Regions from separate parts of the Mus musculus genome. Here all the other regions are linked to region 7. The links are chromatin contacts, called in public capture Hi-C and promoter capture Hi-C maps. All regions are on one chromosome and are shown on one strand. Each heading gives the region's core, a stretch centred on a gene start, on an enhancer-like site or on the middle of the called end of the contact. The rest is flanking DNA. Distances are from core to core; before and after follow the strand shown.

The links. Promoter capture Hi-C pulls out the DNA fragments that hold promoters and counts their contacts. Capture Hi-C pulls out chosen DNA fragments and counts their contacts.
Region 1: a contact with region 7 is called in a promoter capture Hi-C map of pre-B cells, with 2.8 times the contacts expected there. The contact joins the promoter of Nsun4 here to the promoter of Stil in region 7. A contact is called at or near these places in 9 of 39 promoter capture datasets (3T3-L1-derived adipocytes, the C10 cell line, the HPC-7 cell line and 5 more), 1 of 484 Hi-C or Micro-C datasets (B cells), 2 of 115 datasets of contacts at active chromatin or transcription factors (extraembryonic endoderm stem cells and stem cell-derived neural progenitor cells) and 1 of 9 other capture datasets (adipose tissue).
Region 2: a promoter capture Hi-C map of hematopoietic stem and progenitor cells shows a contact between it and region 7. The contact joins the promoter of Lrrc41 here to the promoter of Stil in region 7. A contact is called at or near these places in 9 of 39 promoter capture datasets (the HPC-7 cell line, cranial neural crest, erythroid cells and 6 more), 4 of 115 datasets of contacts at active chromatin or transcription factors (embryonic stem cells, epiblast stem cells, extraembryonic endoderm stem cells and 1 more) and 3 of 9 other capture datasets (adipose tissue, embryonic stem cells and liver).
Region 3: a promoter capture Hi-C map of pre-B cells shows a contact between it and region 7. The contact joins the promoter of 2510003B16Rik here to the promoter of Stil in region 7. A contact is called at or near these places in 2 of 39 promoter capture datasets (cranial neural crest and pre-B cells), 1 of 484 Hi-C or Micro-C datasets (B cells) and 1 of 115 datasets of contacts at active chromatin or transcription factors (embryonic stem cells).
Region 4: a promoter capture Hi-C map of pre-B cells shows a contact between it and region 7. The contact joins the promoter of Tmem69 here to the promoter of Stil in region 7. A contact is called at or near these places in 3 of 39 promoter capture datasets (cranial neural crest, neutrophils and pre-B cells).
Region 5: a promoter capture Hi-C map of pre-B cells shows a contact between it and region 7, with 3 times the contacts expected there. The contact joins the promoter of Pik3r3 here to the promoter of Stil in region 7. A contact is called at or near these places in 2 of 39 promoter capture datasets (cranial neural crest and pre-B cells).
Region 6: a contact with region 7 is called in a capture Hi-C map of macrophages, with 6 times the contacts expected there. The contact joins the promoter of Nasp here to the promoter of Stil in region 7. A contact is called at or near these places in 1 of 39 promoter capture datasets (cranial neural crest) and 1 of 9 other capture datasets (macrophages).

What each region holds. Positions count from the first base shown.
Region 1 is chr4:116,052,020-116,055,328 of GRCm38.p6, reverse strand. Nsun4 (NOL1/NOP2/Sun domain family, member 4) reads left to right here and starts at 1,518. Exons shown (of 6, transcript NM_028142.5): 1 at 1,518-1,645. The coding sequence starts at 1,553.
Region 2 is chr4:116,073,806-116,077,411 of GRCm38.p6, reverse strand. It overlaps Lrrc41 (leucine rich repeat containing 41), which reads right to left and starts at 2,143. Exons shown (of 10, transcript NM_153521.2): 1 at 1,805-2,143. The coding sequence starts at 2,003. It overlaps Uqcrh (ubiquinol-cytochrome c reductase hinge protein), which reads left to right and starts at 2,342. Exons shown (of 4, transcript NM_025641.3): 1 at 2,342-2,496. The coding sequence starts at 2,443.
Region 3 is chr4:116,122,511-116,125,839 of GRCm38.p6, reverse strand. 2510003B16Rik (RIKEN cDNA 2510003B16 gene) reads right to left here and starts at 2,000. Exons shown (of 3, transcript NR_131048.1): 1 at 1,724-2,000. It overlaps Rad54l (RAD54 like (S. cerevisiae)), which reads left to right and starts at 2,151. Exons shown (of 18, transcript NM_009015.3): 1 at 2,151-2,778; 2 at 2,858-2,944. The coding sequence starts at 2,776.
Region 4 is chr4:116,553,784-116,557,429 of GRCm38.p6, reverse strand. Tmem69 (transmembrane protein 69) reads left to right here and starts at 1,487. Exons shown (of 3, transcript NM_177670.4): 1 at 1,487-1,557; 2 at 2,527-2,662. The coding sequence starts at 2,621. It also overlaps a transcript of Gpbp1l1 not described here.
Region 5 is chr4:116,220,235-116,223,518 of GRCm38.p6, reverse strand. Pik3r3 (phosphoinositide-3-kinase regulatory subunit 3) reads right to left here and starts at 1,911. Exons shown (of 10, transcript NM_181585.6): 1 at 1,106-1,911. The coding sequence starts at 1,211.
Region 6 is chr4:116,626,519-116,629,878 of GRCm38.p6, reverse strand. It overlaps Nasp (nuclear autoantigenic sperm protein (histone-binding)), which reads left to right and starts at 1,928. Exons shown (of 16, transcript NM_016777.3): 1 at 1,928-1,989; 2 at 2,450-2,547. The coding sequence starts at 2,489.
Region 7 is chr4:114,998,643-115,001,984 of GRCm38.p6, reverse strand. It overlaps Stil (Scl/Tal1 interrupting locus), which reads right to left and starts at 1,867. Exons shown (of 17, transcript NM_009185.3): 1 at 1,638-1,867.

The sequences.
Region 1 (3,309 bases), core at 269-2,768, 1.1 Mb before region 7:
AAGGGGCTGGTGAGATGGCTGAGCGGTTAAGAGCACTGACTGCTCTTCCAAAGGTCCTGAGTTCAAATCCCAGCAACCACATGGTGGCTCACAACTATCTGTAATGAGATCTGACTCCCTCTTCTGGAGTGTCTGAAGACAGCTACAGTGTACTTACATATAATAATAAATAAATCTTAAAAAAAAAATTCTTAAAAAAAAAAAGAAACAAAAGGACATGTGCCATCGTGGCCTCATTTGGCTCACTAAAATTTTGAAACTCAAATTCTCACTTGTTTAAGTCTTATTTTACTTTTATTGTTTAAGATAATGACAGATAGCCAGTCGGTGGTGGCGCATGCCTTTAATCCCAGCGCTTGGGAGGCAGAGGCAGGCAGATTTCTGAGTTCGAGGCTAGCCTGGTCTATAAAGTGAGTTCCAGGACAGCCAAGGCTATACAGAGAAATCCTGTCTCGAAAAACCAAAAAAAAAAAAAAAAAAAAAAAAAAAAGATAATGACAGATACGTATGTGACTTGGATGATGAGTACAATTTTTGGCAGGTGCTCATTCTATATTTGTATGAGTTACAGTTTGGGCACACCCTTTTAATCCCAGCCCTTGGGAGACGGAAGCAAGCAGGTATAATTTCCAGGCTAGCCTGGTGTACATAGAGAGTTATAGGCCAGCCACGACTATGTAGTGAGATCTTGTCTCAAAAATCAAAAGGAAAAGAAAAGAGTGTGTTATATGTTTGTATATGTTCATGCATATGTGCATATGGTCTATGAATGGCAGCTGCAGGTCAACACCACACGTCTTCAGATGGTCTCATGGAATCTGGAGCTCACTAATTCAAAGACGTTGGCTGCCCCACAACTTCCAGAGATCAGTTTGACATACTTAACATTTTTAAAAAATTACGACTTAGCTGATTATACTATATGGTGGGTGGCAATACATTATAAGAATAAATGTAAGGTTACAGAAAAGCTGTCTGACCTGTAGCTATGAAAACCAAGCTTGGCCTGGAACTCACAGAGATCCGTCTGCTTCTGCCTTCCAAGTGCTGGAATAAAGACATATGCCACTCTGCTCAGCCAAACGATCATTTCTAAAAATAGTGATCACCCCCTTTCTTCTTGGATCCTAAGCGGCGTAGTCAATTTGATAGTCTCAGAAAGAACACAAAATTAGGTACCGAGTCTTGAAAAGAACCGTCTAAAAGGAAGATCTTGAAACTGGCTTCTATGGCTTCCTAGCAATTCCGCTTCTGTCTATAGTCTGCTCTAATTTCGTTCTACCTCGGCAGCTTTCTCCATGCAGGTTGAGCCCAGAAGGCCTTCCCTGCAACTTCCTAGGAGCTCCTTTAGATGCTCTAGCACAGCCACCGCTTCGTGTGCGCCCCGAGGATTCTGGTGGGTGGGGTGTGGAGGTAGGCGGAGCCCTGGGGGCGCCGCAAGCCTAGCCCCGCCCTGTCTGCCGCTGATATTCTAAGCAGCCCTCAATCCTTCCCGGAACCCGCGAGAGCGCAGCTGCAGTTTCAGTCGGAATTATTGGCGTTGTTAGTTGACATGGCTGCGCCCGTCTTAAGATGTGTTCGGAAGCTGCTGAAGCTCGTGGACTTCACGCCGGTCCCGCGGAGATATCGATATAAGAAGAAATGGGTAAGGTCTGACATTAGAGGGAGACTTATCCAGCCCTTGCGTTTCCCGTCACTCACAGTTGCATTCGGGACATGAACTCCAGGGACCGTAACCTTCTTGGAGCTCTTGTCTCACGCCTGCCTGTCCTTTTATTAACCACAAGCCTCTTCCTGTTGCGTAAGCAGCCCCCTGACTCCGCCCCTCTCTGTTAAGTCACGGCCTGAGCTTTCATTCGGTGACGTTACATCGCCTCATGTTACTTTTTCTTGCTTACTTTTATCTTGCCCTTCCCACCCTTCTTTTTCCTTTTCTTTCCTCCCTCTTACCCTTCCCCTCCAGTCCCATGAACTCTTCCCCTCCTTTCCTCCTTAAAATTTCAGCCCCTTCAACTTCACCTCAAGCAGACTGCCCTAACAACTACTCCTTCCCTCCTGAGTCTCCGTCGTCCTGCAGGAAAGGATTCACCCCTGTTCTCACTCTCGAGGTGCCTGTGGCGCCCGGGAAAGACTTCAACGACCACCTTTCCTGTAATGCTGGCCTTTCTCCAAATGCAGGCAACAGATTCACCAACCCCCCTTACTCTAGAGAACCTTTCTCTTGCCTCACCATTTCTTCTCCGTGCTTACCTCGACGGATCCCCACCCCGCCCCCTCCGCCCCCAGTCCTCTCCTCCCCACCCCCACCGGAGAGGTGCCCCTTTGAACCCTTTTCTCCACTCCTAGGAAGGCTGTACAGACAAGAGCCAGCTGGTTCATCCTCTCCTTGTTTTGACCGATTCAGCCTTCAGGGGTCACCCTCTCCTCATCAGCGGAACCTATGTTGCAACTATATTGATTCCCCAGAATCTCAGCGTTCATGCCCTCCAAGTCCGCGTCTTTGTTATGTGACTTCCCCACCTCTCATTCATCAGGCCCCTAGAGCCAGCCCAGTAACTTCCCCTGAACTTACTCATATAACCTTGGAGACAGGCCCGGTGATTTCGACTCCCCTTATGCCAGGGTCCCAGGGAAATTACTCCATCATTTCACCTCTTCTTACCCATCGGCCCCTGAGACCTGGCCTTGCAATTTCACCTCCCCTTGCTCACCGATCTGTGGAAACTAGACCTCTAACCCCTGCATCCATTTCTCACCGAGGGCCCCACTGTCCCTCTAGAAGAAGTTACAATGATCCTCCCCTTTCTTCAGCATCTTCCCCACCCTCTGGCAACCCTTACCACGACAACCCTATGCCTCCAAACTCTTGTGAACCTAAACCACAGCTTGATGTACCTCTTGGGAAAAATGGCTGTGGCCCTCCACTTTCTTCTCAGGCAGGCATGTCTGGCTCTCCCATCTCACCTCAAGAGGGCTGTATTCATTATTCCCATTTATGCCCAGATTCCCAGATATCTGCCCCTAGGAGTCCTTTCTGTGTTATCAACCTACCACCTGAGAGTGCTGGTTCTCCTAGCTCATCCCTGCCTCAGGCTCTCCAGAAGCCCTGTGTAGGGTCCTTTCTGTGGGAGCCTGGGGGGAACTCTTACCTCTTACTAACCCCAGGTACTATAATTTCTGGTCCTTCCTGCACCACAGGACCACCTCTTCCTCAGTGTCCTAATCCTTCCCCGTATTTCCCATCTCCCCTGAACAACCAGTGTGTAGCTCCACCTCAGTCACCCAGAGGTTATAATGAACCCCGCCCTC
Region 2 (3,606 bases), core at 894-3,393, 1.1 Mb before region 7:
CTTCCAGCCGTACTTTTTTCCTTTTAAATGCTTCCTCTTTGCAAGTCAGGGCCTCCATTAACACCCAACTCCTCTTCTAGCCAAGATCAGCATCTAAAGACTCTCCAGGCTGATAACAGGCTGCCACATTTCCAGGACTTCTCTGAGCCCCTGTTCAACCCCAGGGAGGCCTTTCCTTCCATTCACCATAGGGTCAGCCTGACCTTTTTCTGCGCAGCTTGGCACGGGGCCTCCACAATCTCCTCTGCTCACACAGGGCCTGAGGACTTCTTATCCATCTCTTCTCCCCCACCCCCACCTCCTGGAAGGCGCTTGGGCCTTCTCAGCAGTGCTGGCCACTCTAAGGCCTTACAACCTATTCTGGGGCAGCAATCCTGCAAACCCACCTCCTGGGGCTTAACAAAACCCTCACTCTCAGTTCTTAACGGACCAGGGCCTGCCTTCTGGCAAAGATGTCACCACCACCTTGGATAGTCCCGGTGGCACATCCCCTGCACACTCCAAGGCCAGGAGCCTCCTCTGATGTTACCCTCTCCTCCTCCACCTTCCGTCTGGCCCGACCTGTGATCTCATCCAACTTCAGCCTGACCCTACTCCACTAGCACCAATTCTGTCAGGCCCATGGCCTCCCTCCCTTGTCTCCCCTGAAGGCCCTAACTTTCTCTTTAACTCTCTACTCTCACTTTTCACGTCGTGGACCCTTTCCCCGCTTAAGTTGCCAGGCCGCTGGCCTGCGGTATCCTCCTCCAGCAGGGCCTCCTTGCCATCTGGTCGGGGAGCAGAAGGCCTTGGCTCACACCGGAGCGGAGCGGACTGTCTAGCCGGGTCCAGCCCCTCCGTACCGGCCGCTCTCACAACTAAGGCCTCGGCTCCCTCCTATTCGGCCCAAGGCCTCTTCCCCATGACGCGTCTCACCCGACTCTAGCTCCGCAGTCCGGGATACCCTGGCCCCTGCCCGGCCTGAGGCCTCTTCGGCCCTTCCCGCCGGCCGGTCTCCCGAGCCTGTCCGTGCTTACGGAGCGTCTCCCGGAGCCCTCCACTCACTTTCCTACCTTCTCCACCACCGCCCCGGTCCATCCAGAAGGCCACCGGCGCTACCTGCTCGGCGGGCAGACCCGCAGCTCAGTTTAGCAGCGAGGTCTGGGGCGTCGGTGCGCTCCCTTCAGCCCTCGCTCGGGCCGTCAAACAGGCCACGGCGCTCCCAGCCTTTTCGGCTTCTCCCCGCGACTCCGGTCCCTCGCTCGCTCTCCACTGGGCTGTCCCACCCCGCCCATCCGCGGGGCTCCCGGAGTCCAGGTACCGGTGGTGTGCCCGGCGGACAGCGGAGGCCCCGGGCCGGCAGCGCAGGTGGCTGCGGGCCTGGCCTCCTTGCCTCGGGTCGGGCCTGCCAAAGTCGGTCCCTGCCCCGGGGCAGCCCGGCCATCCCTGCCCCGTCGGTTCGAGATCCGAGAATCCTCCGTTCAGTCCGGTCCAGCCCAGTGTCAGTTCCGAGCCTGTGGCTCCGGCCTGCTACTCCAGCCCCCGTCGCTAGGGCCCTGGCAGCTCTGCCCCGTACCGGGCCTTCTGGCCTCGCCCCCCGCGCCCCCCAGGCGAGCCGCGGCTCGGCTTCACCGGCTCCCTCGGTCTCAGGCTTCACTCCGTCCCGCCCTGTCAGTCACGGAATTTCTGTTCCGACTCCACCATCGAACTCCCGGGGCTCCCAGCTGGGCCTGGCCCCGGGCCTCTCGGCCTCGCCCCCCGCGCCCCCTGGCCGCCGGGCCGCCCCCGCTCGCTGCCGGAGGTCGCCCCTCACTCCGCGACTTACCCCACACCCCGCTCTCCAGAACCCCCATATGGGCGCTCACTGCCCGCCCGCACAGCTCGAACAGGGCGGGGGGAGCGCTGGGGCCCGAGGCCGAGCTCTTCGCTGGCGCCGCCTCCCGGGACGTGGCCTCCATGGTCGTTGCTGCCGCTACCTCACAGAACCAGCAACTCCGGGCGCGCCAGGCCTCGGGCGCCGCCATCTTGGGGAGGTGCGCGAGCCCGAGAATGACACCCGCGGGCCGCCATCTTGAAGAGGTCAGCTTTTAGGACCGCTCCATAAGGGATATGGGGAAGAACAGAAACAACATTAAAAGATCGTCAAACAGAGGAGCAGATGACTCAAGTATCTTAGGGAATACTACTTGGAAAAATACTGTAGATCAACACATTTGGGCAAGAAGTGACCGAAAGGATGTTTCTTAGCAAATTCTTTGCAGGCGTATATAGCAGCTCCCCCTACGTCTCGTAGCTAGCGAGTAGTACAGCCCAATTTGTGCGTGTGTTCGGGACTACGAGGAGTATGCCGCACTTCCGGCCAGGTCGCCGGATATCCGTCGAGTGACCCTTACTAGTCCTTCTTAAACCTGAAGTGGAGTACTACTCTGGTTGCGCTTGTTGGATCCCAAACCGGCTCCCGACATGGGACTAGAGGACGAACGAAAGATGCTCACTGGATCTGGAGACCCCAAAGAGGTAAGGCTTCGAGGTTGGCGGGCCCGGGACCTAGCTCAACAAAGCACCTCCCGGGGCTCTCTTAGTCCGGGTTTATAGCCTAGGGTTTGCGGGGTCCAGAGAGGTGGTTTCCGTTACTTACCTTCAGAATTCTTTGGTTGACCTTGGGCAGATTAATAGCTAGTCTTTCTCGGGATTGGCTTCCCCAAACCAGGAATGTGAAAGTGTAACTGGAGTTTATAATGCTGCACTGATAAACTTGTGTAAACAAACAAACAACCCCCCCCCAGGTTTTTGAGGTTCTAATTTGATAAATGTTTTGAGGTTCTAACTTGATAAGTGCGTGAAGCAAAAAACTAACGTTAGTCTTTAACGTAGCTTAGGTCAGAATTTATTTATGGAGATTTCGGGGACCCTAGTCTTCGGAAAAGTGCTTTCAGGAGTTGGGGTGTAGCTTCATGGTAAAGCTCTTGCCTAGCATTAACAAGCCCTGTATTCGCTTCCCAGCATCTCCAACAAAAAGCGGTTCTTTATCTTTTGGGATGGAGATGGCCGAGGACTTGTGCCTTTGGGGACAGTTTAAGAATGTGTAGTGTAATTCTGTGGTGCAAGAGGGAGCTCTTTCCCAAGTTGAGCATCATTGTGATAAATATTGGCTGCTTATGTGCTGAGTGCTTTATATGCACTAAGATACTTAACTTGCACAGTTTCCCCATGAGGTAAATATCAGGTACATTATATATTTTTGTCACTTTTATTACATGAGGCAGCAAGCAAGGAAGTTTATCTTGAATGAGGGCACACAACTAGCAAGACAATACAACTGGGACTCCAATGCAGACGTCCAGGCTTGAGAGCCAGAGCTCTAGCCCGAGACTCACTTTGCTTCCATTTCCTGTGCATTTGTCTTGTCTACTTCAGGACAAGCCATCAGGGCTTAATGGATTAATTAGTTGGCAAATTATTTATCCCTTAATTTTTTCAAGTTTTCATTCTCAGAAAGTTTAACAGGATACCACAGCAGATAGAAGTTTTAAAATTAAGAAAGTTGGGCATGGTGGTCCGTGTCTTTAATCCCAACACTCAGGAGGCAATGGCAGGAGGATCTCTGTAAGTTCAGAGCCATCCTGG
Region 3 (3,329 bases), core at 751-3,250, 1.1 Mb before region 7:
CTGTCCTCCCTGGTCCTTTTTCCTCCCCTCCCCTCTGACTACATAAGCTAGTCCCAATACTTCAATGAATGAGCTGTCCTGTGAAACAGTCTCCTGGGTTGGTTCACCCCTGCCTTTCAGCACCAAGACCCTGCTCCCCTGATCCTCTGCATCCTGATGGCCACTGGTGTACAATGGCTGAGGGGCAGGGGCGGGGGGGGGGGGAGGTAGGCCCACAGATATAGGGTTAAAAATTAGGGAGGTTGGAGGTTGAGCCTGGTGGCATAGGGCTATAATTTTAGCACTAGGAAGTAGAAACAGGAGGTTAGCACTGGATACATCAGACCCAGTCTCAAAAGAAGCAAAACAAACCTTCAAAAAGGAAATACTTGCCAGGTGTGGTGGTGCACGACTTTAATCCCAGCACTTGGGAGGCAGAGGTAGGTGGATTTTTGAGTTCGAGGCCAGCCTGGTTTACAGAGTGAGTTCCAGGACAGCCAGGGCTATACAGAGAAACCCTGTCTCAGAAAAAAAAAAAAAAAAGAAAAAAAAAAAAAAGAAGAAATTGAGATTAAAAAAAAAAAAGGAAATACTTATATATTTTCTAGGGCTAGGTAGAGTTTCTTTCCTTTAAAGAATATTTCTCTGTTATTAGAGCGTGTATGTACATGATGTTTGTATGAGGGTGCGCATGTGCCATGCTGTACATATGGAGGTCAGAGGTCAAGTTTGTGGATCAGTTCTCTCCTTTCACCTTGGTGTGGGCTGTGGGCACTGAACTCATGTCCTCAGGCTTAGGTGACACATGCTTTTATCCACATCCACACATCCCTTATACCCCCCATTTTGAGACAGATTTTGACTATACAGCCCAGGCTGACCTCATAGTCATGGCAAAGAAGTTAACTGTTCTTTTTGTGTATGTGATTTTGTTTTTCATTAAGTTGCTCACAGCCTTCTTGTCTCCCAGCAAGATATTCCTATGGAAATTAAAATTTCTTCGGTTCATTGTTCCCAAAAGCCAAGGAAAGGACATAAGTATCTCTTTAGTATATCCTCATTTCTGCTAGGCGGGCTGGGGATGACAGAGGGTCATAAGTTTAAAGATAACCGGGTTACACAGCAAGACCTTGTCTCAAATAACAACAAACCTCAGCAGTGACCGCCTCACGAAGTTCTACCACTATGCTATATTCCTAGTGCCCCCAAGACACCACACACACACACACACACACACACACACACACACACACACACGACAAAATGGGGACAATAAACCTTATCTGAGGATAGTAAATGATTTATAATAGCTAAGGAGATCCTTTTAAGTAGATAGTGATTAAGTGTAATGGGCATGCTATTTTGATTAGTGAGCACTTAGGTAATACATGGGGGCTATGTTAAATACTTTGAACACTTTTTTTTTTTCCCGTTCTTGGAGGGTCTTTCTACAGAGCTGTCGCTGTCCTGGAACTCATTATGAAGACCAGGCTAGTCTCACAGAGATCTGCTTGCCTATGCCTAGTGAGTACTATAATTAAAGGCCTGCGCTACCAGGCGCAGCTACTTTGTTCACTTTAATTAGACCCTGTGAATAATCCCTTAGGAGAGGTACTATAATAATATCACTTAAAGGAAAAACGGATTTTTAGAGAATGGGTGACTATGCCCCAGGAAAAGACAGCTAGCTTATTTCAAGACATCTCAGACCAATTGGCAGTGCAGCACCAACACCTCCGCTCACCTTTTGACTGGCCACTGGCCTTGCCTGCTTCCAGCTCAGATTTCTGCTCCAGGTCTGGCACAATAAAGAGCCTGAATCAAATTCCCAAAAATGTGCTGCCTTTTGAAATCTATTCCAGTAGCAACTCCTCCGCACAGTACTTCGGTGCAAAACATCTATTTGGTTCAGCTGCTTCGGCCAAAGGCAGGAGCCAGGAAGAGGGACCGTTGGCAAGTAAGAATTCTGGCACCTGCCTGTTGCTGCCACCAGGATAAGCCACAGCTCCTAGTGGTCTGTTGAGCCTCTGGGCGGAAATCCAAGACCCTTATTAGCCTCAGCCCTAGGCCCGCCCCTTCCTTTAGGCCGGATCGTCGAGCGTCAAGTTCACTGAACGCAGCCAATAGGGGACTGTGGTGGCAGAGTGGCGGGAGGTTCGATTGACACTGCCTGGAGGCTCTTAACGCGCGCTTTGGGAAGAGGAAGAATAAGGGGAAAGATACCGGAGTCGCTCTTTGCCTCTCTTCAGCTTCTAAGATTCTCCTCCTCCCAACCTGGATTTTTAACTGGTCCTTCCTGGGTTCCTGTTTAACTTCCCACAAGGCGTTCCTAGGTCTCTGCTTGCCTTCCTCACACTGAGGTTTGATGTCGGTCCAGCTCTGGTAAATTCTATCCCTCTCCTAAGAATTCAGGCGTCTCGCCTTCGTACTTAAGACTGTACTTTTTCGTAGGTGTTACTCTCAGGGAAGCAGCCCAGCTAGGGACGTTATTCCAACTCCACTTTGCTCATCTGCAACTTCAATCTGTCTTCTTTCCCATCCTAGATTTAGACCCAGCTCCGCTTGGACTTGGCTTTGGATATTTTGACCTTGAGGAACTTGGGGACCGACATTCCTGGTTTGGACCCAAGCCTCATCCTCTGATTGCATCCCCTCCCCTCATACCGACTCTTAAGACAATATTTTCAATGATATAGCAACTTCCTTTTATAGCATCCCCTGGTCCTGCATTCTCTGTTGCTGAGTGCTTTTAACTTCGCTGATGGGCACTTGACATTTGATGCTTCTGGGGCCAGGATGGTAAGTGTGACCTTAAGCTGACTTAAGGGGCCTGGCTGCAGGATCACTGCAGGAACTCACTTTCTGTTCTCCCTTGCAGAGGAGGAGCTTAGCTCCCAGCCAGTTGGCTAGGAGGAAACCAGAAGACAGATCATCAGATGATGAAGACTGGCAGCCTGGGACAGTAGTGAGTGTTTAGGGGAATAAGGAAAATGAGGTTCATAGTCATCTTGAGAAAGTACCTTTCATACATTTTTGAAGCTTTTTTTTTTTTTTTTTTTTTTTTTGAGATGAGCTTCTCACCAGGTCTGTAGACTATGGTCTGTCTCCCAAATGCAGTGTGTGGTCGTAGGCATGTGCCAGGCACACCTGGCACTTAAGGTTTTTTTTTTGAAACAGTGTTTCTCTGTGTAGCCCTGGCTGTTCTGGAACTCTGTTTGTAGACCAGGCTGGCCTTGAACTCACACAGAGGTTCCCTTGCCTCTGCTACCCAGTGTTGAAAGTGAAGGTGTTTGCCACTACTGCCCCGCGTAAGTAAATTTTAATGAAAATTTACAGTATACTAAGCATTG
Region 4 (3,646 bases), core at 238-2,737, 1.6 Mb before region 7:
CTTGTGCCGCTCTTGGGGCGAGGACCAGCCGAATTCAGCACGCCCCTTTAAAGCTCCCAGCCGGGTCCTCCGGCCTGGGAGCACGTGAATATGGGAGGATATATTTGTACCAGTTCTTCCCCCACCCATTCTTTCTTCACCTTCTCACACCTCGATTGTGAACCAGATGCTTCGCCAACTACTAGAATTGTCAAACAAGTAGCGGAAGAGTGTGTTTTCCGAGCCCTGTACACCTTTGCCCCTCCATTCACAGGCGCGCGCCGTGGAAACTACAGTCCTAGGCAAGCCATAGACACACACATACTCCCGCCCCTCCGGACTAGAGCATGCGCGGCGGTGTGGGCGCACTACCTGCCGGGAGTTGTAGTTCATGGGCATTGCAGGCGTCACGGAGCCGCCAGAATGGAGGGTTGAAATCTGCTCCAGCCCAGTCTTTGCTAATAAACCCCCAAAAGAGTCTATAAGCACTCTCTTGGCTATTGCACGACAGGAAGGGACCGTACAACCTTGCCAGAGAAGGTAATAAAACTGGCGGACAGCGTCTCACTAAAAACGAATGTTTCAGGAAGTTAGTTTTACTGCTTAGAATGGAGGAAGTAGTCAAAAAGGAGTCCCTACGTAAATGAACTCTCCTTTTTGTCTTCAGCTTTTTACACAAGGAGCCAAGAACGCTCGAAGTACTTGGTAGCTGTTCCTTTTGGTCGACAGATGGCAGGTTGGGGGTGGGAGAGGAGACTTAGAATAAATCACACAGAGGATAAATTCAACAATGTTACTTCCTGGATGACCTTCAAGCTCAATGCCCCTAACGCCACACTTTGATTCATAGAATTCTGAATGTTGGGCCCCAGTCTTCTGTATTCCTCAATGTAATTTCTAGGTAATAGAGAATAAGGTAAAAACAAAATCAACACCTCTTTCTCGCCCAGTGGTAGTAATAAAGGACTCAAATGCGGAGGAAGATGTGTCCAGTCGACTCAACAACGTTGTTTTGCAAGTTAAGCGTTCCAGGCAATCCTGCCTTTAAAAAAATAAAATAATTCCGTAGGCCAAATCAGCCAACTCCAAGTCTCCTCCTAGCTTCTTCCACTACTGTTACTGGGGGTTATTTCAGAAATTGTACTCTACTTCCTGAATATGTGTGTGTGTGTGTTAAACTGGTTAGAGATCCCATAACAGAGACTTGTAAGGTATCTGAAAGCTGACTTCAATTAGAATATTTTAGACTAGCCCTCAGCTCTGTGGTTAAAGGCACTTACTGCTCTTACAGAGAACCTCAGATCAGCTCCCAGCACCTATACTGTGGGGAATCCAAGCCTCTCGCCTGAGTGGGCACATGCATGAACATCCACATTAAAAATAATGTAAAATAACTGAGGGAGGGAAGCATTCAAAAACGGAAAGAGAAGAGTCGGAACTTGCTACCGTTAATTCCCATCCGGACCCATTTTCCTGCACTCAGGAAGTGGGGGGGCTGTGTGATTCCAGTTGCCGGAAGTGTTGTTTCGGTGTTTCTGGTTGAATTTGTTCAACTTTTGCGCCGTGTGATGGTGGCAAGTACGTTTCAGGGTTGTCAAGGGTACACTTTGGGAAGGAGGTGGTGGTGGGGTCACTAAGGATTGGTATTGGTATATAGATGTATAGTTACCCCACGCGTCTTAAGGACCTTTTGTGTCTAAATTCCGCTCGTGTCGCTAAAATGTCAGCTAGGAGCTTCCAGTTTGTGGTAGTTGCGTTGGCGAAATGAAAACATTTGGTCATTTTTTTTTTTCGTGGAATGAGCGAGTTGGCCACGGCTTTTAGTTTTTTAATCTCCACATCAGCTTCTGTCTCAGGGCTTCAGCCTGATTATAATCCTCCAAAATTAGAAAACACGTGCTCCACTGGTTACTGAATTCCAAAAGGTGGAGAATATATGGAAAACATTTAATTACATTGCTTGATTCACAACAAAGCGATATTTGTGGCTGCTCTCATTTATAGTGTAAAAATTCCACAGCCCCGAGTACACAATAACTAAAGAGAATATATGATTATTGGGAACAAAAGGTATAACTGTCAGTTTTAAAGATGAGGCACTGGTGCCTAAGAAGTGGTAGAGATGTTTGCTAAATCCAAATGTTCAGTTTCACATTGCTCTTTTTATTAAACCAAACAGCCAAAACTAAAATTATTCTTCAGAAAACAAAAACAGCACAAAACGTATTTCCTTAATATGTGACACTTTGGCAAATAAATACATAAATAAATCAAAATAAATTATGTTTCATCGAAGAGATTTTCTTGACTTTTTGTTGTTGTTGTTGTTGTTTTGGGTTTTTTTTGAGACAGGGTTTCTCTGTATAACCCTGGCTGTCCTGGAACTCACTCTGTAGACCAGGCTGGCCTTGAACTCAGAGATCCGCCTGCCTCTGCCTCCCAATGCTAAGTGCTGGGATTAAAGGCGTGCACTACCACTGCCCAGCAACGACTTCTTATAAATGTATAAAATGTATACAATTAAGCGATATCTTGTTTTATGTATAGGGCGTTGCTTCAAATTCAGCCATCCCCCTCAACTATAAAAATATATGAATCGGAATTGCATTTTCCCTGGACAAAACCCTGAGCAGAAACCAGAATGCTACACTTCATCCAGAAAGTTTCTGGAGCATCTTCAAAGGTTAGTTGAGCACTATTTGTCAATAACTGTTTGGCTATGGCAGATATAGAAATATGTATTCAAGTGAGGAAGGAAAACAATGGGCAAATTATAAATAAGTAAAATATTTACTATGTCAAATAATAACTGCTATGGAGTACTATACATCAGGGAAAGAGAATAGGGAATATCAAGAATAGAGAGAAGCCGGGCATGGTGGCACATGCCTTTAACCCCAGCATTCGGGAGGCAGGCGGATTTCTGAGTTCGAGGCCAGCCTGGTCTACAAAGTGAGTTCCAGGAGAGCCAGAGCTACACAGAGAAACCCTGTCTCGAAAAACCAATAAATAAGCTACAGAGAAACCCTGTCTCGAAAAACCAATAAATAAATAAATAAAATAAAAAAATAGAGAGGACCAGGGCTCTAGTTTGACCCCAGCACCCATGTTGGGTGGCTCACAACCACTGCTAATTCATCATTAAAGGACTTGAAGCTTCCACTGAGGGTACCCACACACATGAAAATAAGAATAAATCCTACCAGAAAATAATAGACAGGATTATATAACATAAATAGGAGGTTAGAAAAGAAGAATGGCCATGTAGGCAGCTGAAGGAAAAGCATTCTTACTGAAGACAAAAGGAGTAAAGACCAGCAGGAGCTCAGTCCCTGCATGCTTCTCGGGGCTCACCATGACTGGTAAGTAGTGCTCCTTTTAATTTCAAAGTGATATTTTTTAAAGAGCTTTTTTTTAAAAATGTGTATGGGTGTTTTGCCTACATGTATATCTGTGTTCCACCTGTATGTGATGTGTGTGGAAGCTAGGAGAAGGTGTAAGATCTCCTTGGAACTGGAATTACAATTGGTTGTAAGCCACCACATGTGGCAGGAATCAAACCTGGATCCTCTGGAGAAACAGCCAGTGCTCCTAATCACTGAGCCATCCCCCCCACCTCCAATTTATTACTTTATATATGTGGTGTTTTGCCTACATGTATTTCTCT
Region 5 (3,284 bases), core at 662-3,161, 1.2 Mb before region 7:
TAGTCTTATAAAAAGCAAGGTTCTCTAATGAGAAACACTTTATTCTGTAGGTTAACTATAACACAGTTTAAAAGGCAACCAATTTATCCTCAATTAAAAACAAAGAATCACAAAGGCCCTCTGCTTATTTAAAATCATTACATAAAGCACCATCTATAAATGCAAAGAGGGTTTGAATATCTGACAGCTATAATAACCATAAAATGAGGCACACTTTAAAGAACAAAAAAACTTTGTTTTGTTTTGTTTTCTCCTTCACTGTGAGAAACACAAAATAACTCTAGTGGCCTCAAAGTCCTCAAATAAAAATATATTTATATGTACAATTCACATGTACATATATAGAAACCTATCACAGATATGTATATATCCCATTCACGGGAAAGAGAAAGATTCTTTATTTTTAAGAGTCGAAATTATATCAATTCTACCCCCCAAATTAAGTTAAATCACCATAAATTAATTAACGAGTAGTAAAATACTACATGCAGACCTAAGAAACTATATGCATAGGAGAAAAAAAGCCTCAGACTAAGGCCATGAATGAATAAGAACGCACAATCCCTGAAAATCACTAACCGGCATTTGGTTTCTATGAGAGAAGCACGGAGTCTCAAAATGAATAATCACAAAGGCAACTCAGTTTCTAAAGTTAACCAAGGTAAAATAACAACGAACCATAGCAGATAACTGCACTAAAGTATAAGCTTTAAGGAATCGCCACAAAGGGAAATTCTTCAAGCATGGATTATAATACATCCCTTGCCAGCAGAAATCTTGATTAAAAAAAAAAAAAAAAGTGGAGGGCCGTCAAAACCCTGAATGACATGCAAAGGCCAAACCAAAACGGGTCTTTCCTCCCACTCCAGTCCCCCCGCCCCCACCCCCTCAGGACAATGGGATCAGGGTCCTAACTGCAAACTTTAAAGGTGTAAGCCAGAGCAGTTTTACTGCAGCTATAACTGCAATCTACCCCTCATCCCGAACCTGGCGCACCCAAGAATACTTCTGGCCTGAAAACGTCACCGGGGTTTTGTTAAGCACAAATCAGACCCATCCAAAAATTTTAAAAAATAATAAAAATAACAAGTTTGCTCTCAAATACCTGGAGGATCCATTTCAATATAAAATATCAGTTCTGTCGAATAGGGCATCATCACCTCCCTCCAGTCTGCGTCATCGCGGTCCATACTCCACACCGTATTGTACATCGCGCTGTCAGGGGCAGGTCGTCGGGAAATATATAAAAAGCATATATATCTTTTATCTGATATTTAAAATCTAAATATATATTTGCAAAAGTTCCACACGGAAATGTACTTGGGGGTTTCCAACGGCCAGTACAAGTCCAGCCAAACTACTAGGATGAGGACAAGGTCCTCCTCTTCTCTCCTCCTAAAGCACCCAACAAAATACCCCGAACTTTCAAGCTACGGGGTTTTTACCTCAGAGGGTTACAGGGAAGCTCGGAAAGCAAAGAGCAGTGGTGTTAAAAAGCAGCTTCCCGAAAATCCTTCCTACACAATCGCTCTCCAAAGGGAAAAGCTCCCACCGCCTCCTAATCTTTCAGCGGAAGCCACTTTTGTGTCCTTCGGAGAAGAGAGAATGGAGAGGAAGGGGGAAAAAAGAACGCGTTGGGAGAAAGCTGGGGAAGTGACAAAGGCTTGAAAAGGGGGTTTGCGTTCAAGTTTCGGGGTCCCACTGGTCTGCGGAGAGCGATTCCCTCTGGGATTGGGACTCGGGCTCTATTCGCGTCAGGCTGGGAACCCAAGCTTCCGCAGCTTCGGGATGGCGACCCCTTGGAGAGTCCAGTCAGCTCGACTGTGCCCGAGTAGTAAAGGTAACCACGACAGCGCCGGCTCCCCTCACGCTCTGCCCTGGCTCCAACCACTAGAGTTTCATTTTAACTGCGCTGAGGGGACCTCCTCCCCCGCCCTCCCCCCTTGCCACCCCCGCTGAGGCGCCAACCAACCGGGCAGGACAGGAGGAAGAGCCGGTAGCTCGACTGTCCTTTCCACTCCTTTGCACCTTAACTGCAAAGATTGTCAAGTGCCTAAGAAATGAAGACTGCCACCACCCTCCGCTTCGACTTTTAACTCTCCCCGTCAGCCTGCGAGACTCGACACTTTAATCAGACTTTGCCATTACCCCCTAGCCTCGCTCAGAATGGTACAGTCCGGGCGCTGGCCGCTCGCCAGGAGTCGGAGCCGGGCGCACGCGAGCTCCTCCAAGAGTGGGGGGCGGATGGTGATTGGCTGAGCCCGGTTGCCGGAGCCCGAGCCTGCGTCTTTTGTCTGCCCTGCTCCAGCTGAGGAGCGGAGACGGCTGCGCGCCCCAAGCGAGCCAATCAGGAGATAGCCGGCGCCGGCCGGTAAGGCGGCGATTGGTCGGACCTCAGTTACTAAGCGGGACAAAGGCAGAGGGGAAAAGAAAAGAGGAGGAAGAAGAGGGGGTGTGGAGAAAGAAAGAAGGCGCAAACGGCGGTTACTGACAGGCTGGGCGAGCGCTCGGGGGCTCAAGCTGCCCGGAGACTGGCGGGGCTTCCCGCTGTGGCTCGGTCCTCCCGGACGAGTGACGAGGGGGAGAACGGGCTGGCGCGAGACTCTTCTGCCTGGAGACTAGCTGCGGGGGGAGGGGAGCGGCGGCAGCGGGGCGTGCTGTCACTTGGCGGGGCGCACACTCTTCTGCTCCATTGGAAGTCTCTGGGCAGAGTTCCTCCTCACAAACCTCTTCACCTTGCTGCGTTCGCCCTCCCCTACCCCGGTGTTAAATCATCAGATACAGCAAAGGTCGCCAAGCCCACTTGCAGGACTCTCTGTCCAGACAAGATCCCCATCGTCCCCCACCCCACCCCCCCCACACACACACTCCCTGAGGGTACCTGAACCTTGAATGTTCCTTGGGGAGTCATCCCCCCCCCCCCCCGCTACTCCGCTTCACACTGAAGGACTTTAGAACCCATAGTTACGCTCAAGCAAAGAGTGAGGCATCTCATCGAGCCCTCCAGTTCTAGTACTCAAATCAGAAAATAAAGAAATAAGAATTAAATAGATTTTTTAAATTACAGTGTCTGTGTGTTTTCTGTGGTAAGTCACAGGTGTTGCATTCCCCTACCAAAAAGGCGCTTTTCTGTTTCCCACTTCCTAACACACAGGTCCCTCCTTCCAAGCTTAAAGTTCTGAGACTTGCTTCAGAAAAAATGCTGAACATTTTCATGCATTTCAGAAACAGCTAATTAACTTGCTGGGGAACCCTGAATAGCTAACCTGTGCCTAGAATTGCCA
Region 6 (3,360 bases), core at 679-3,178, 1.6 Mb before region 7:
TAGGCTGGCCTTGAACTCAATGATCCTCCTGTCTCCCAAATACTAGGACTAAAGGCATGTGCCACCACTGCCCTGCCTTAATTTTTTGTTAAATTCGTGACTCAAATATCTCATCCTATTTAACATTAACAAACAAACAAATCTCAAAGGAAAATTAAAGATCTGGCAGTTAACTAAAACATGTAACACCAGTTGCTGGAAAGGTGGGTCATCAGTTAAGAACACTTGTAACTTCCGAAGGACTGGAGTTTGGTTCCTAGCACTTATATCTAAAGGTTCACAACTACCTGTAATCCCAGCTCTAGGGGAATCAATTTCTCTTACCTCTATTTCAACTCACAATCACAAATCTATATTTGTATACATAATTTAAAAGATCAAAGTTTGTGGGTTTTTTTTTGTTGTTGTTGTTTTGTTTTGTTTTTCTGAGACAGGGGTTTCTCTGTGTGGCCCTGGCTGTCCTGGAACTCACTCTGTAGACCAGGCTGGCTTCGAACTCCCAAGTGCTGGGACTAAAGGCATGTGCCACCACTGCCGGACAAAATTTTTTTTTTTTTTTGGAAACAAGATCTCACTATGAAGCCTTGGCTGTGTTGGAATTCCTTACATAGATTAGGTTGCCTCAACAGCTTCTGCCTTTGGAGTGCTGAAACAGGTGTGCTGTCTTAGAACTAGCTCTGTAAAACATTCTGGGTTCAAATCCAGGGAGACCAGTCTGCCTCCTGAGTGCTGAGATTAAAGGTGTGTGCTAGGACTGGAGAGATGGCTCACCGGTTAAAGAGCACTGGCTATTCTTGGAGAGGAACAAACTATCTGTAGTTCTTGTTCCAAGGGTTCAGACACCCTTACACAGACATACATGCAGACAAGATACCAATGTACATGAAATACAACTAAATAAATTATAAAGGTGTGTGCCATCATACCCAAGTTATTTTTTTTTTAAGATTTATTTATTTATTATATGTAAGTACACTGTAGCTGTCTTCAGACACTCCAGAAGAGGGCGTCAGATCTTGTTACAGATGGTTGTGAGCCACCATGTGGTTGCTGGGATTTGAACTTCAGACCTTTGGAAGAGCAGTCGGGTGCTCTTACCCACTGAGCCATCTCACCAGCCCCCCCCAAGTTATTTTTTAAAGGAACCCACTTATTTCTATTTATCCATTTTTAGTTCTTTTTTTTTTTTTTCATTTTGTGTGAATAAATGCTTTACCTACATCCATGTCTGTGCACCATATGCATGCCTGGAGCTTAACGAAGTGGTGAGGCGCCTTGTGGGTGCTGGGAATTGAAACAGGATCCTTTGCAAGAATAACAAGTGCTCCTAACCTCCTAGCGAATTTTCCAGCCACATTTACTTTTATTTAATGTGTATGAGTGTATCTGCATACATAAATGTGTACCATGTGTGTGCCTAGTGGCTCTGGTGGTCACAGGAAGGCATTGATTGAATGCCCTTGAACTGGAGTTACAAAAGGTTGTAAAAGAAGGCGTGTGTGGTGCTGCTCACCTGTAATCCCAGCCCTCGCAATCACAGGCAGGCAGATGTCTGTGGGTTAGAGATCAGTGGGTCTAAATAGCAAGTTTCAGGCTAGCCAGGGATAGACTGTAAGTCCCTACCTAATATATATGAAAGAAAAAAAAAGAGAGACAGCTAAAATATTTAAAGTGTTTTAAGTACAGGATTTAACTTAACAACTTGGACGTGGGTAAAGTAAGATGATGGCAGCAACGGATTGGATCAGTCAAAGGCGGTGGATCTAAACACCCGCATCCCTTTGCCCCTCTAAGAGTTTTGAATCAAGCGCGATAGTTTTATCTGTAGCCAATCCTAGAGCAGCATCTTGTTTCGTCAGTAGTTGCTGAGGCCCAGAGCCACGCGTCTGTCTGGTCAGTTCTAGCCGTTGCTGCTGTACTCGTGCTCAGCTCTTGCGTTTCCATCCGTTAAGACTGAGAGGACATAGGGAATACCTGTCACCTTCTCGGGTATCCCCGTCAGAAAGACACCTTCGGGACTACTTTTTCCACAGTCGCAGAGACTCACTGGCTCCACTTAATTGTGGAATCTCTAGGCTGGCTCCCATTCAGAAGTTGTAGTACTGAGATTTTGCTTCTATCACGACTAGCCACAGAAGCAGGAAATTGTTTGATTTTTGTTTTCTTTTTCCTTTCTATCTTACTTTCTTTTTCTTTTTTTCTTTTTTTAAGGAAAAACGGGCTAGGGCGGGAAGATACCCAAACGGGAAGGGATACAGGGCTGTGTCCTTGTGACAGAAAGGTGTTGAGTCCTAGTCCTTTAAATCCGAGGGGGGAGGATCCGGAAGTGGATGGGCGGGACAAGGGACCTGGTATATAAGAGGGCCTCAACCGCGCGGGGTCTCCAATCTGCCATTTTCTCTACCTGAGTGAGTCTCTGCTGTCCGGAATTCTCTGGTTTTCTTCGCAGGCAGTGTTCTGCCCACTGGCCCACCACCTCAGGGGAACGATGGCCACAGAGTCTACAGCCGCTGCTGCCATCGCCGCGGAGCTGGTTTCCGCTGACAAGTAAGCGGGACTGTGGCGAGCTTGAGGCCAGTCCTCAGGGAGAGTCCGGGGACTTGGCTTCCCGGGCGGGACGGGCTGGTGGGTGGGACAGCTGCCTTCCCCGGAACAACGGCGGCCGTGCGGAGAGGGTTGCTCTGTGGAGAAGCCCTACTTGCGAAGAGCTGGCGCGCCAGCGGTAACGGCGGGTGGCTGGCGCCCCCTGCCCGGCTTTTCACGGCCGCCATCTTGCCGGGGGCAGCGGTGGCTGGCTCCATCGCCGGCCCCTTTTTTCCACCCCTTGCCCGAGGTTGCCGGTAGGTAGGCGGGGCCCGGCTCCAGTCGGTCCTTGAGCCCCTCCTGATCGCGCACTCCTAGGGTGCGTCTCTGTAGAGAGTCTGTAGACGTACCGAGAAATTGGCCAACAGATTTGGCGCCAAAAAAAAAAAAAAAAAAAAAAAACCCACACGAGGATGGAGGCTTGGAACAGGGGACGCGGGTGGGTGGGGCCTCTCAGAGGGCGGGGCTTTGCACGCTGATCGTCGTAGTTTTGGCTCTTAGGAGTGGGCGGGGCCTGTAGGAGGCGGGAAAACTCCATTGTTTGGAGTGGATGCTGCTTTTGCCGGGTCGGTGGGGCGCAATGAATTTTATTATATACTCACTACCAGGTTTACAGTAATCTTGAGGGTGGCTACGGGACTGAAGCTTTGTAACTCTTAACCTTTGCGGAGAAGTGTCTTGATTCGTTAGGTTTTCGGTATGTGGGACGGGGATTTTGTTGCTTCAAGGGACACTTTACTTGCGTAGTGTCTTCGGTAAAGGCTGTATGTAGCTATC
Region 7 (3,342 bases), core at 618-3,117:
AATCTTCTACGCATTGTTTCGGTTTCAGAAAAAAAAATCTTGTCTGAGGTAGACAAAGAGGCTTAGTAGTTGCTGTCGCAAGGCTAATGATTCAGTTCTCAGAATTCGAGGTGGAAACAAAGAACAGACTCTGGAACGTTGTCCTTTGATCTCCACATGCACACAGTGGGACAGACTTCTGCTCTCACATGCACATATCACATACATAGCACAACAGCAATGCTAACAATAGATAACAATCTTAGGGCCTTACGTAAGATGGCTCAGAGGCTAAAAGTGCTTGCTGTCAAAACTAACAGCCTGAGTTTGATCGATTCCGAGGACCTACTGGCAGAAGGAGCCGACTCCTGAAAGTCATCCTCAGACCTCCACATGCACACTGCAGCATACATGTGCACATGCACACACATGAACACACAATAAATACATTTTAAACACTAATGAAAAATTTAAAAAATGAATCATCTGACTCAAGATAGAGGATTACTAACAAAGGTGTAAGTCATTTAGAAGAGACCTTTTCTATATAGTCTAAGGCTAAAAATATTGGGAGAGCAAAGTTCTACTGGATATAACCTTTAAGGATCAATTAAAACTTATCCCAGAGATATGAAACTTCTTGAAATACAGGCTTGTTTTTCTTGTTTGTTTGTTTGCTTGTTTTAAAAGAAGCCTTTCTTTAGCAGTTGACTGCCATGGTATCAGTAATCACACTGATAACTCTACCCCCACAAAGTATAAGTTTTCCTCACCAACAGGAATGACTTAAGTGCCTGTCTCTCCTTTCATGCATTAGGTCTTTCTCATCTGAAAGCCACCAAATGAGATTTGATAACTAGCTCATCTTGATAGTATTACTTATAAAGCTAATGGAGCCAAAGCTGTACAAACCTGTACCTAACAAAAATAGTCTGCTCAGGGAATGTCTTCATTGTGCAGCAAATGAGGACCATCAAGTCACCCTCACCTCTTCTCCCTCTTACCCATAGAAAGTTCTTTCTGGCCTCCCACCTTAGCTGTCCTCCTCAGCCCAGCCAGATTTACTGACAAGTCCCTCCAGTGCAGACACAAATGGGTTTATGTACAAGTTTTTCCCCTGACTAGAAAGTCAATAGCTTTTCTTCATATATAAAATAAAAACCCTTCATATTAAGGTCCTACCCAATTACTGCAACCATAACCCCGGTCACTCATCCTCCAGTCCTAACTCGACTATCAGCAGTCGATAGGACTACACAGGCTGTCCTCCCCTTCCTTTGGAATTTCCTACTAAATCCTATCATCCAACCCCCAACACGAATGTGCAATCTCTCAGGGTGACATCACTGTCTTTGTGTTCAGACACTGTACGTCCACGCCTCACTTTTGACATAGGTCTACTTCCTGTAGACCACGGACTATAAACACGTAATAGATTCCTTACACAGTCTGGGTCAGATAGAAAGAATGCAAAAAAGCAAGGATCAGGGTTTCAGTCTCCAAGAAATTTCTACAGTGAAGTCAATCTGAGGCACGTCACAATGTAAACTTCTTTCCCATTTTTTAGCAGTGAGGTCCGCCTTCTTTCTCCCCTGGCGGCCCTGTGGTCATCGGTTCCACCGCGCTAACTCCGACCTTACAGGCCGCTTGTTACTCACCGTGCTTCCCGGGCCCGTAGGGCGCCTCGGGGAATCAGGAGCTCAAAGATCCACCGTCGCTGTTGTCACGGCCGCCGCCAAGCTAGGGTTTGGTTGTTGGGCCCGTTTGTTGGGCACGCAGAGTCAGGATCCAGGTAGCGTCTCAGATGACTGCGGCCCCGCCTCTGGGACGTTGGGGTCGCGGGAACCGAGGCGGCAAGCGCTCGCTGGAGGGAACCAAAGGGCGCGCCGCGCCTGCTGATTGGCCAGAAGCCCGGCCAGTCCCGCTGCAGGGGCGGTACCACGGTCGTCACGCAACGTCTCAACTGCAGACTGCTGTGACGACCAATCGGAGCCCAGCCTGGGATTAGCGCTCGCCCTATCCCAAGGTTCTTTAAAGAACCGAGGGCGCCATCGCAGCTCTGTGTCACTACTCAGAGGATTTAAACCTTCATTTGGTCAACGGTTAAGTTCCGGTTTGGCTGGCATTGGCCAAACGCATGCGCAGTTAAAAAAAGAAATCCCGGCTGGTTTGCTGGAAGTGCTTCCTGCACAGATTGTGGTCTGACTGCTGGGATCCACTTAGCCAAGCTTGGTTCTCCCCTGTAATTCCTGCGCTCTTCCGAGGCAGGTGCTGAGACAGGAGGCTCGCCACGAGTTAGAGACAAGCTGGAATTATTTAGAGACCCTGTCTCAAAAGACTAGAGTCGAGTGTGGTGGTGCGCCGCCTTAGTCCCAGCTTTGAAGAGGTGGGTGGAGGCAGAGAGGTCTTCTAAGCTACGAAGCAAATCAAAGACCAACTTGGTCTGCATGAGACCCTGTCTCAGGAGAAAAAAAGTTTTCAAGCCCTTAGATGATCAGAGATAGAGGAGGTTAAATTTGCTTTAAGTTGTTTCTAAAATATGATCGATCTTACCAATTTTGGGAAATTCCTTCTCGTTGAACAGAAAATACTGGTGGCTATTTATACTTATTTCCAGTGCTGATATTGGGGACAGTTGTGGTGTGTGATTTATGTGTGCGTGCTGCCAGAGGTCCATGTTGGAGATCTTTGAGATGATCAGGCATTCGTTGTAATTAAAACAAAACAAGAAAAGACTTAAATTAAAAAGGAAGCACGTCTATAGTGTTAGGGGAAGGTAGCAAACGTGTTCTTAGGATTAGTTCATGTTACATTAAACTTTGTGTATTTTTTAAAAGGCAGGTAAAAATCTAAATACATAAAAGACTTTAAATTAATAATGTATCAATGTTGGGTTAATAGAAACAAATGTACATACTTATATAAGATGTTAAAAAAAAAAAGAGGAAAGTGCGTGGGAGGTGTGCTTCATTTATTTTCTGTATATCTGAGACTGTTCTGGGAGGCTAGTATGCAGCTAAGTAGTAGTGTAGGACCCCAGCATGTGCAGGGTCCTGGGTTGAGTGACTAGCACCACACACTAAGTAAATACTTTTAACAGGTAAAATCTGGGGCTGTAGAGATAGCTCAGTGGTTAAGAGCACTTGCTGATCTTGCAGATCATCTTGGTTGCCGGCATCCTGGTTAGATAGATCACAGTTGTCTTCTGGCCTCCTTGGGCACACCCATCCCTGGCTGCCACACATGCATAGCCCATAAATAAATCTTAAAAGGTTATGAAACCCAGTGCTTGTGGTAGTGCACACCGTTAATCCCACCACTGTGAGTTCAAGGCCACCGTGGTCTACAGAGCTAGTTCCAGGA